4 separate regions of the Mus musculus genome follow, and regions 2, 3 and 4 are each linked to region 1. The links are chromatin contacts, called in public Hi-C and HiChIP or PLAC-seq maps. All regions are on one chromosome and are shown on one strand. Each heading gives the region's core, a stretch centred on a gene start, on an enhancer-like site or on the middle of the called end of the contact. The rest is flanking DNA. Distances are from core to core; before and after follow the strand shown.

Region 1 (2,725 bases), core at 124-2,623:
AGACACAGGCTGAAAGAACTGCCCTTCCTCACACCACCCACCTCCATGCTGTGACTGATGTGGAAAGCGGTGGCCTGGCAAGGAGCAAACTGGGAAGTCCAGCTTTGCAGAAGGCATACCTAGACATCTCTGAAGAGGGAATGGACAAGCACTGCCTTACTGGAAACAGAAGTGGAACTTACAGACTGACAACTGACCCATAGAGAGTAGGAGAGAATGAACTTCAGCCATGGCTCCATCATTTCAGAGCTCATGGGATATGGTCAGGGAGAATCCACTACCCTACCCTGCTCGCTCTGTCTCTCTGTCTCTCTCTGTCTCTGTCTCTCTGTCTCTCTCTGTCTCTCTCTGTCTCTCTCTCTCTCTCTCTCTCTCTCTCGTTTAGGGGAGACAGGGGTTTTCTGGAAAGCTTGCTTCAAGTGAGTTACTGGCCTGTGGGTGATATCCAAATAAAGCATGATAGCTTCAAGGAGAATAGGCCTCTCATCAGGCAGATCTAGTAAAGGCTGGTATCTGACTATACATCCAGTCTGAAACCTTCTCTGCAACCTGGCTGTAGTAATGAGTTATCTATTCCATGTGTGCCCAGACACCGTTTGGTACAGGCTTAGAGAGGGAATGAAAACTTACCCAAAAGAAAGGAGGGGAGAGGAGGGAGGAGAGAGGATGAGAAAGAGAATCCTTTCTCAGTAGTATTTGTTGTAGAAAAGATGCTCTCTGTGTGTCTCTGGTAGTAATGATAAAGGGGGGATTATCCCACAGGACTATAGACAATCTCACAAGCAACTTCAGCAAGAGGCCAGCACTCAACACTCAAGGACCAGCCATTAGCCAACCTCATAACTTATAGAGCAGCTCTTTACTCTCTGGTCACAGTCAACAAGGAGTCCCCCTAGTAGATGGGAGGAAGAGGGGAGGCTGAAGATCATCTTCCAAGCTCAGCCCAAGTCTCAGCTCTCTCCAGGAAGCCCACACCTTTGCTGAGACTCTGCCAGCCATTCGCTCTTTGCCCCTCAAAACCACATATCCACAGGAACCCCCAGGCTGCTGTTCTAGAGCTTGCGCTACCCCATACCTGGCCACACCTTCCTAAAGCTCCTTGACCTGGCCAGCAAGCACGGAAGAAGCAGCTAAAGGCATGAGTCATTATGAACCCGCAAGTAAAACCACCATGACACACCACTTCACATTCATTAGTTCGGCCACAGACAAGAAAATGGTCCAACATCAAGTCTTGGCAAAGGTCTGCTGGCTGGTGGAAATGTTAAAAAAAATAATAATAATAAATCACTCAACCACTTTGCAAAGGTCTGACAGCTCCTCAAAAAAGTTAAAAATAGTTACCTGATGACTGAGCGATTCCACCCCAGGCATATGCCCCAAGGAATTGAAGACATGAACTCATATAAACACTTGTAAATGAATGTTCATAGCAGCACTTGCCATGACAGCCAAAAAGTAGCAACAGCTTAGATGTCCATCAGCTAGTAAATGAATAAACATTGCAGCCTACCCACACAATGGAATTACTGAGCTATAAAAAGGAATGAAGGGACAGGATGGTTCAAGGCAGCCAAGGTTACCTAGCAGGAACGTGTCTCAAAGAAACAAACCCCAAACAAGCAAACAGCCAGACAAAAGGAATCCTGGCACTATACCACAGCCTGAGTAGATCTTTACAACGTTAATTCTAAAACATGCTGAATGAAAGCCAGACATGAAATCTTACACGGACAATTCCATACACGCGAAGCATCCAGCAGAGGTGCATACATAGAGAAGAAATGACTGGTGGTTGCCAAGGGCTGGGAGGGGGAGAGGGGAACCAGGAGGCATTGTGGCTTCCTTTGTGGGTGAAGAAAACATCTTGAAACTACATAGAAATGATAGTCACACATTATGAATGGGTAAGATTTATGGTTAGTTTCACGTTAATTCTACATCCAGTGTGTGTGTGTGTATGCATGTGAGCCGACCCTTTATGAAATTATCATAATTCAAGGGAGCTGTGTGTCCCCTACTGTAATGAAACAGCCTATTGCCTAGCCTATGGTCCAGTCCAGTTCCCTCATGTCTCCTTTAAGCCAGTTGTGTTCCTTGCAGCCAAAAGCTTAGAATCACTTCCCTGCTGTGTGACCTCAGAGAAATATCTCACTTCTCTGAGTCTTCACTTCATCACTCCATAAAACAGGGCTGAATCATAATACCAGTGTTACTAGGTAAGGTTCAGACTTATTATGATGGCTCCTATGAGATTGTTAGGTGGAGACCCGAGGCTGACTTCATTCACTGCTTGTAACACAAATTATGACAATCTCAGTGGCAGTATGATCCATCTGGTAGAACTGGGTGGGCTCACATCGGGAATGGCAGCTGTGTCACCAGCTTGCTGAAACCCAAACTTGGCTTCTGTCACTCAACTGTGACCTTGGGAAAATTGCTGCTCTGAGATTTGGTTCACTCACTTGTGACACAGGAATAGTTAAGAGGATGGAACGTATCAGTATCTGGAACATGTAAGCTGCCATTGTCATTGTCAAAGAACAGACCCTAGTCATTTGCATAGCAGAGTCTGGTTTTCTATGTCCATGGCCTCCCTCCTTCCTCCCACAACAGTAACTGCTTACAGAGTGTACCCTTATTACTGAGTAGCATCAAAATGAGGTGGATCAGGTAGGACTTTAGCCCCCTCAGACCAGGAGTTGAACATCTATGGTCACAAGCA
Region 2 (2,725 bases), core at 161-2,660, 210 kb before region 1:
GCAGTAGGAGCTAGGGGTGGTTGTGAACCACCATATGGGTGCTGGCAACTGAGCTGGGACCTCTGTCAGAGGAGCAAGTTTTCAACTGCTGACTCATCTCTCCATCCCTATTAGTCACTTCTCCCTTACTGTAAGGAAGTTTGTTTTCAACAGGCCAGATTCCTTCCATAAAATTGAACAAATCAGATTATCTGGAACAGGGTTGTGGGGTAGAATGAGATCTAGGAATCTCTTACAAAATTTCTTAATGTTTACTTTCTAATGTTTCTGTTTACATTTTTTTGTACTCACTTATGTATGTATGTATGAATGAATGTATGCATGTATTTCGTGTGTGTGTGTGTGTGTGTGTGTGTGTGTATGAGGAGGAGTGTAAATTCCAGGAATCAGTCTCTCCCTCTACCACATGGGTACCAGGGACTGAATGTCAGTCATCAATCCTGGAGGCAAGCACCTTCACCAGGTGAGCCACCTTGCCAGCTTCTAGAGTTTACTTTGAAATACAACCATGGTCTTGGTCAGCACAGTACAGTAGTCCAATAAATCCTTCCAGATCTGTATTTTTTTCTCTACAATTCCAGAAATTAGCTAATTAATGACTTTCATAGGTTAATAAATGTACATAAATTATTTTTACTTCATTGAGAAATAATGGCCATTCAGCTTGCTTAGTAGAAGTTTTTTTTTTTGTTTTTTTTTGTTTTTTTTTTCCATTTGTTTGTTTGGTTTTCTGAGACAAGGTTTCTCTGTGTAGCCCTGGCTATCCTGGAACTTGCTCTGTAGATCAAGTTGGCCTCAAACTCAAAAATCTACGTGCTTCTGCCTCCCAAGCACTAGGATTACAGGCATGTGCCGCCATCACCACCTGGTGCTTAGTAGCAATATCAATAAATGAAAAGTGAATTTAGTTTCGAGAAAGTACTGGAAAATTATCGTACTACTTATAATTTAACACATACAACTAAAGAATGAAATAGATTTTGAGTTGTTTTGATAGCATGAGAGAAATCAACTACATATTCAGGAAAGAAAAATGCAAATTCCAAACTCATTTAGGCAAAAATATGCAACACTGAAAATAAACAATGAACTTGAAACCTTTGGGCAATTTTGTGCCAAGAGCTAGGAAATGTATCTACCTCACTGAGTCTGCCTTACTGATTTCCAATTTGACCTCCTGCACCCTAGCAGAGATAGGGAAATCACTTTCTTTGAAGCTACACTGACATGTGACATGCACTATTAATCTGTAAAACCTCAACCCTCTGAACTGAATGCAATTCCTAGTCACTGATCTAAGGTCTTTGTGAATGCTTTCTGGTATTCAATGAAAACCAAACCTTTACCACAGGACTTCCCATTTCCAACGGCAAGTGTGTGGTGGGTGACTAAGCTCTGGGTAGGGTTTGGCACACTGAAGAGAGGGAGGAGTGACATGCTGAGCGAGTCACCTTGCATCCACACCGTGAAAGGCCCACTAGTTCTCAGACACTTCTGTGTTTCATACACACAATGCATAGAATCACTGTTAGAAAGGGAAGAGTTACAGCCCTAGAAATAGTTCAGCAGCAAGCAGTTCTTTCAGGAAGCGGGGCTGTTATCTAAGGTGAAGGTAAGTCATTCCACTGAACATTTAGTAAAAAAAAAAAAAAAAAAAAAAAGGAAAGTAACTTGACTTGATGGAGGAAAGAATAATCTTTCCAAATATCTGGGGATCCTGTTCATAGCTATTTTAACAGTCGCTAGGCTTTTTTCCTTTTGCATTTGTTTATTTGTGTGTGCCCCTCTGCTGACGTCAGAGGACAACTTGCAGAAGTTGGTGCTCTCCACCACAGGCGTCTAGGAACCAAGCTGAGGTCGTCAGTCTTGGTGGCACCTTGTCAGGTCATCATCTATTTGGCCCACTAAGATTTGACCTGCCATTGTAAATTTGAAGCTCTGTGGTAAAGGTTTGGCCGTTGACTTTCTTTTTAATTGTCAACCTGACACACTCTAGAATCACCTAGGAAGGGAGCTTCGTGGAGAGTCTGGTGAGGGTCAGGTTGACCTCTGGAAGGGCTCATGGCTATTGCATTAAGTGAGATGAGGAGATCCCCACACCCTGGATGCCCCACGTCCTACACAGGGGATCCTGGATAGCACAAGAGTAGGGAACGTGAGCTGAGCACGAGAACACACTCATTAACTCACTGCTCTCTGCTCCTGACTGCTCCAGCTCTCTGACTGACGTCCTTGCAGCCTGGACAGTAACCTGGGGCTGTGCCTGTGCTTCTTTTGCGTTGCTTTGGTCAGGGTATTTTATCACAGCGCCAGGAAGCAAAACTAAGACAGTGTCCTTCAATCAAGTCACATTAGAAACTGGTGAAGTCAGTTAGGTGGTTTGCTGGGTGCTTTTAATTTCTCATAAAATAGTTTCGATTACTTTGCACTCTTTCAAATGTTAGGAGGACAAGAACTCTCTGGTGGATATCGTCCTTCACATTTACTTGGTAGATAGTTTCTATTATCTCGAAGTCACTAAAAATAATTAACTTGCTAATTATTTTGCAACAAGAGGTGATAGTGTTAGAAAGGGATGGGTGGGTATGCTGTTAAATGACAATTTTAGCTGCAAAATATTTAGGAGGAGTGACAATTAAAACCCATTAATTAACTTCAAGTAGAGTTAAATATAATCACTTCATGCTCATTTCACCTCCTAGATACTCCTTCTGTCATGAAACTT
Region 3 (2,725 bases), core at 152-2,651, 160 kb before region 1:
GGTCTCTCTCCATCAGGTTAGGTGGGTGGGTAGCTTCTCCTGCAAATCAAAATGTCAGAACAGGGCAGATGGAAAGCTAGCACTCTGATGAACTGACCTTTGAAATCACAGGGAATTATGTTAGCACTTCATTCAGAAGAAGGGAGTTTCTAAGTCCGGGTCACACTCAAGAAGGGGGAACTATGCTTGATCTTTGTTAAAAAAGAAAAAAATCAAAAAAATTTAACAGACTTTAAACCCTTAGGAAAGGGTCAGTTATTTTAAATGAATTACCAAAAGTAAAGGGGGCGGGGGAGATAGGAGCTGCACAGACTAAATCACAGATTAATAAATTAAGGCTTTAAAAACAGAAGGAAGAGAAAAATGCCTAGGATTGCTTTCTCAGGTTTTGAGTTTTGCATGTATTTTTAAGTACTCTAATACACGTCAAAGATAAGAGAGAAAAATTTCCAAAATGATTTCCAAACTTAAGGTCTTCCATGAAGATAATGTTTTTCAAAAAATATTTTTTTATTCTACATTGTTCAGTAATCAGTATTGTCAAAGCTTATGTGTTTAAAAAAAAAGAACACATTTTATAAACATGATCCTTCATAATTGCTGAGTACTTTTCAAATCATTTTAGGAAGGTGAATGGTTGGTAATCTCCAATCAGAAATACAAAAATGTTTCTTAAATCTCTAAGCATTATTGAATGGGATTTCTGTCTCTTAAGCGCTGTAAGAAAACAAGGAAATTATGAAAACACATTGGGAAAGATTCCCAATGTTTGGCCTCTTATGGCTTCTCAGGATGAGGCCAAAGTCACTGGGATAGTGACAGTTTGGACTGCACTTTGAGTATATCATGGAAAGATATAAACCACTTCTGTTTTCCTAACTGTACTTCTAAAAGATTAAATGTCACCTCTAAAGGATTAAGTGTCATTGTGCTGCCCAAATCCCCTGGTTAAAAAAAAAAGCTCACTGTATTATCTTGGTTTATGACTACAAAGGCAGCACTAGGTCCCAGTAGCCCATGAGGAGACCCAAGCCATCTGTGTTTACCTCTACACTTCCTACCACAAGTACAACTTCTATGTGATCCCCATCACAGAACCACAAGGTCAACCCACAGGTCACACTAGCCACAGATTACATTTGAGTGACTCCCTCACTAATGTTCATGGTAAGCAGGTACTTACAGCCACTGGAAGGCAGCTTCCCAATGAAGAACCTATCCGGTCAACATACAACAGGCAACTTATGATATACTTAGTGAGCCCTGTCACACAGCAGGTGAAGGTGATGAAAACAGTGTGTGTAATGAGCAAGGCTCATCTTCCTCCCAAGTGTGGTACTCTGGGTAAGTTGTCTGGCTAAGCTCCAGTTTCATCATCTGAGACATGGGCTTGTTTGACTTAGTCTAGAGGATAGCATCAGTGCTTAGTGGCCATGTTCTCTGAGAGGCAGTCCTTTAGCACTCTGTCATACTACATTAGATCCCCAGAATCTCTTTCTGCAGTCAAATATTGTCCTTGAGCTTAACAAGTGTGGCAAAGCTACAGTTTTCTTTTTTTGAAACCTGTGTATAGTGTATACAGTATAGAGTCTAGCAGTATATATGTGCCATTCTTCATTTATGAATCCCGTTCATTTAATGTTTTTCTAAATCCCAGTAAGGCTCCTGAGCATCATCTTATACACTGTAAGTGTATTTTATTGTCACCTCACAGCATGAAAACTAAGGTAGCATTTGAGACATCAGAGTAAGCTTAACCATATGAACACCACTCATGTGAGAAGCTAAACAAAACAGAACAAAACGGAATCAGTCCCTCAAATGGATGCCTGTGGCTTTTCTGGTTACTCTCAAAAAGCCACTCCCTACAAAAGGCCCACCACATTTCAGGGGTTTACCAGAATGAAGTCAGAGACAGAAGTTGTAAATTAGGTTTCAACAACATCCAGGCACTCCAGACTGAGACAACTGTCATTGCTGATCTGAGATGTTACATCTGTGGTCAACTAAATTCCAAACATCTGGGCACACCTGTGAGGACTCCTTTTTGGGTCACCTGAGGTGACAAGACCCACCTGAAGTCCGGCCACATCTGCTGGCGCCAGCCCATATAAAAGACCGTGGAGGAGGGAGCTTCTGCTTCCTGCCGGTGTGCCCTGGCTTTCCATGGAAAGGGTCATCCGCCCTGCTGCTGAGGGGTCCTTCACAGGTATTAGACCCTACTTCTATATTCAAACAGAGCAGAGACATCCAGCCTCATGACCTAAACAACTACAGGGTTCTTGGCATTGCCATCAAGAGACAACCATTGTCGAGCTGGATTTACTGATTTTCCACAATATAATACAGAAATTAGGCACACTAAGTCCCCTCAACAACTCTTTAATACCACCACAAACTGGAAGCCACTCTAATAAGTCCCTATTAATATAAACATATTTTTATATTATGTTTATATGAAACATAAATGTTTTTATTCATTCTATCAGTTTTGTTGATTAAAAATCAAACCTGGACTTATCAAACAGTCATTAACTTATCTGTGTTATTTAAATAAATATCTTATAATCTTCTTGAAGTCAGAGAAATGACATAGTGGCATAAAACATGATGATAATATTGTACAATGTTCTAAGGAGTGGGGAGGGGCTGACAGGAACAAGCTCCCCCTCAGACTAGTGAGTCTAAGCTCTCACGGGGGATGGGGTAGGCAGGGAAGGGCCTG
Region 4 (2,725 bases), core at 145-2,644, 160 kb after region 1:
GGTAGGCAGGCATGATGCTGATGCAGTAGCTGAGAACTTCTATCTTGATCTACAAGTAGAGGCAGAAAGAACTAACTGGGAATGGTATGGGCTTTTAAAACTTCAAGTTCTCCCACCTCAGTGATACACCTTATCTGTAAAGGTCACACCCTAATCCTTCCCAAATAGTTCCATCAACTGGAGACCAAGAGTTCTAGACTATGAACTTATGTGGATCATCCCCTTTCAAGCCACTGCAATATATAAGACTAAATACTAGCTCACAGGAAACACAGTGATGTCACTGAATGATGGATGGCTCAGAGAAAGGCAAAGGTCAGTTCCCTGCCAGGAGAGACAGAGTCAGCTGTGAGTTTGTCCACCTATATTCAGACTCATCAAGTAAAACCACAAACTCAGGAAATGATGGAGATAAGCAAGATTGGAGTAGACAAGGTTCATAGGAAGGTGCAGTTCTCCCATCTCTTATGTGAAGAGGTACATATGGACCCGAGGAGAAGAAACAGGAGAGTATGGTCCTAAGAAAATTGATCCCTAGGAAGGACAGATTGTGGGTATTCATGAGGAAAAGATGTAAAAATGGAAACAAAAGCTATCATTCAAAATCCCCCAGCAAGTGCCCTTGGAGTCATCTTTAGAAATATCTTTCTATTTCTGTCAGCTATCAAAGAATACAGTGGGATTAGCCACCAGTTGGGGAGACAACCTGTTTGGGATTTGGACACAGACAGGTATGAGTTCAAATCCAGCTTTTAATAATTTCAAGCTCTACAAGTTTGGACTGAGAGCTTGAGTTATATGGCTTTGCTTCCTAGCATGCAAAGGGAAATAAGAGTATTAGTTTGCAAAATACTTTCTAAATAAATAAACTGGCATATAGGTAGTCTCTGTCATAATACTGCAATTAGCTTACAGGATGCAAAAAGGGGAGTGGGACATTTTGTTTACATTGGTGAAGGTGGAAAGGTAGAGGCCAGACTGTTTCTAATGTGAGTTCAAAAGTTCAAGAAAATTAATCGAGAATCTAAGGATCTGTGCAGTTGGTATTGCTAGCCTATGTATGGTCAAACCCATTGTCATTTTCTGTATATTTATTCTCTTTATCATTTCATGATGAATTTGGTTGGCAAATAAATTATTTTGACCACTAAGTGAAGGTCCTTAGCGTGGCAGTTTCTGGAAAAACACTGGTCTAAACAGTCTTGTTAGATCAAGCCTGGCATCCAGTTGGCAGAGTCTATTTCTCCCATAATCCCCGGGCCTCTTGGCTGCAGTGGTGCTGGTGGAGAAGGCTCCATTTGGCTCCACATTTCAGACAAGCCTAATGAACATCATTAGAGAAATATAAAAGGGGTGATGGATGACTTAAATGAAGCCGCATGAATAGTGCCGCTCACATTTGCATCTGACTCAGGGCCAAGAGGAAGAGCTAAAACTCTGGGTGAGGTAATGAAGACTCTAAGGGTGCAGAATGCTTGTCATTGTGGTTGAAGGGAAGTAGGCTAAACTTGATAGGAAGAAAAATCATGACCCTGCCTCGACACTAGGAAATAAATCAAGCTCTGTAAATGTAATGACAAGGCCTGAGTCCAATGTGAAAAGAGTGACTAATTTGGCTCTAATAGTTGATAAAAACCCACATGTCAAAGCCATGATAAACTAGATGGAGAGAAAAGGCAAAGACTGGTTAGAAAAATGGCAGAGTATGACAGCAAGAGTGGACAGGTATATTTAAGAAATCTTTCTAATCAATAAGGGGGAGGAAAAAAAAAAACAAACCTCCGTCAGAACGTGAAGAATGTGTGTAATCATCAGGAGAGAAGGAATTAAAACCCACCAAACAGCATGTATAAAATACTCACTCACAGTATTTAAAAACATGGGGAATGCTTTTATTTTCCCATTAGAATAACAATGAAGTAAAGGAGTCATAATAATCCAGGGTGGTGGGTCTATGAGAGACAGATAGGCTCAATTCCCACTGCAGAGTATACACCATCCCCACCTTAATGGTGGATGGTTTAGTCACTGTGTATCAAAGGCCTTTATATCTAAATACATTGACCTAGAATCCCACTTTTCAGAATTTACCCTTAAAAACCATGGAGGGATGCAGAGATAAAATATACTAGTGAATTCATGGTATCATTCATTGCTTATAATATCAAAATCTATTAGTTAGGATCACCAAGGACAATGGCATACTATGCACCCATTAGAAGGTTCTGGTGTGACAAATGTTCTTACTATATTTCTGAGGCAGACATGGAGATATGCTGCACAGGTCACGCTTCAAGGAAGGACTTGCTACCATGTGTGATATATCCTCAGATCAATACTATGAAAAAAATCAAGGCCATACTTTGAGATTACAAAATGAGTCAGGTTTTATAAACATCATGAGAATTCTAAATTTAATATGAAAAGATAATGTGAGGGTGCTGCTCTCTAATTTACTCTGGAGTTATTGTCTAAGGTATGGACATGTTAGCTCTGTTATTTCTGCCAAGTACAGAGCACTCTAGAATATCATATATGTCCTAGAGTATAGTTTCCCCCATGAAAATGGTTTAGATTGTGTTAAGTCCCAGGCTGAGGGAAATTGTCTATGAATATTTTTATGAATGTTGAAGAATTCAAGAATTTTGGGTGGGGCAAAACTGGCCCAGTTGGTTAAAAGATGAATTATTGACATGACTGGCAGATGAGACAAAGCGTCTTGGGC

What was found. Hi-C and Micro-C count contacts between places; a contact is called where the count stands out from the background. HiChIP or PLAC-seq counts read pairs in DNA pulled down with a chosen protein or histone mark.
Region 2: a FOXA1 HiChIP or PLAC-seq map of pancreatic cancer cells shows a contact between it and region 1. The contact joins two enhancer-like sites. A contact is called at or near these places in 1 of 15 datasets of contacts at CTCF or cohesin (the NIH/3T3 cell line), 6 of 484 Hi-C or Micro-C datasets (the AML12 cell line, the G1E-ER4 cell line, embryonic fibroblasts and 2 more), 3 of 115 datasets of contacts at active chromatin or transcription factors (the NIH/3T3 cell line, bone marrow-derived macrophages and pancreatic cancer cells) and 3 of 9 other capture datasets (adipose tissue, liver and pancreatic islet).
Region 3: a Hi-C map of pre-pro-B cells shows a contact between it and region 1, with 3 times the contacts expected there. The contact joins two enhancer-like sites. A contact is called at or near these places in 3 of 484 Hi-C or Micro-C datasets (the N1E-115 cell line, pre-pro-B cells and uterus) and 4 of 9 other capture datasets (adipose tissue, embryonic stem cells, liver and 1 more).
Region 4: a contact with region 1 is called in a Hi-C map of tail fibroblasts, with 4 times the contacts expected there. The contact joins two enhancer-like sites. A contact is called at or near these places in 1 of 15 datasets of contacts at CTCF or cohesin (the NIH/3T3 cell line), 6 of 484 Hi-C or Micro-C datasets (the C2C12 cell line, the HL-1 cell line, adipose-derived mesenchymal stem cells and 3 more), 2 of 115 datasets of contacts at active chromatin or transcription factors (embryonic fibroblasts and pancreatic cancer cells) and 2 of 9 other capture datasets (adipose tissue and pancreatic islet).

What each region holds. Positions count from the first base shown.
Region 1 is chr15:64,362,893-64,365,617 of GRCm38.p6, forward strand. The region is part of intron 1 of Asap1 (ArfGAP with SH3 domain, ankyrin repeat and PH domain1); the gene reads right to left. Among named protein-coding and RNA genes, the nearest start is that of Asap1, 19 kb to the right of the region's middle. Within about 2 kb of position 1,374, at least 86 of the 459 cell types and tissues checked have an H3K27ac peak or open chromatin away from gene starts, as enhancers often do. A contact at or near this core is called in the C2C12 cell line, the HL-1 cell line, the NIH/3T3 cell line and 5 more, where this site is marked.
Region 2 is chr15:64,154,626-64,157,350 of GRCm38.p6, forward strand. All of the region lies in intron 11 of Asap1 (ArfGAP with SH3 domain, ankyrin repeat and PH domain1), which reads right to left. Among named protein-coding and RNA genes, the nearest start is that of Gm20717, 58 kb to the left of the region's middle. Within about 2 kb of position 1,411, at least 65 of the 459 cell types and tissues checked have an H3K27ac peak or open chromatin away from gene starts, as enhancers often do. A contact at or near this core is called in the NIH/3T3 cell line, bone marrow-derived macrophages, embryonic fibroblasts and 1 more, where this site is marked.
Region 3 is chr15:64,204,695-64,207,419 of GRCm38.p6, forward strand. All of the region lies in intron 4 of Asap1 (ArfGAP with SH3 domain, ankyrin repeat and PH domain1), which reads right to left. Among named protein-coding and RNA genes, the nearest start is that of Gm20717, 110 kb to the left of the region's middle. Within about 2 kb of position 1,402, at least 34 of the 459 cell types and tissues checked have an H3K27ac peak or open chromatin away from gene starts, as enhancers often do. A contact at or near this core is called in pre-pro-B cells, where this site is marked.
Region 4 is chr15:64,517,992-64,520,716 of GRCm38.p6, forward strand. No RefSeq gene overlaps it. Among named protein-coding and RNA genes, the nearest start is that of Gm30632, 15 kb to the right of the region's middle. Within about 2 kb of position 1,395, at least 29 of the 459 cell types and tissues checked have an H3K27ac peak or open chromatin away from gene starts, as enhancers often do. A contact at or near this core is called in the C2C12 cell line, the HL-1 cell line, pancreatic cancer cells and 1 more, where this site is marked.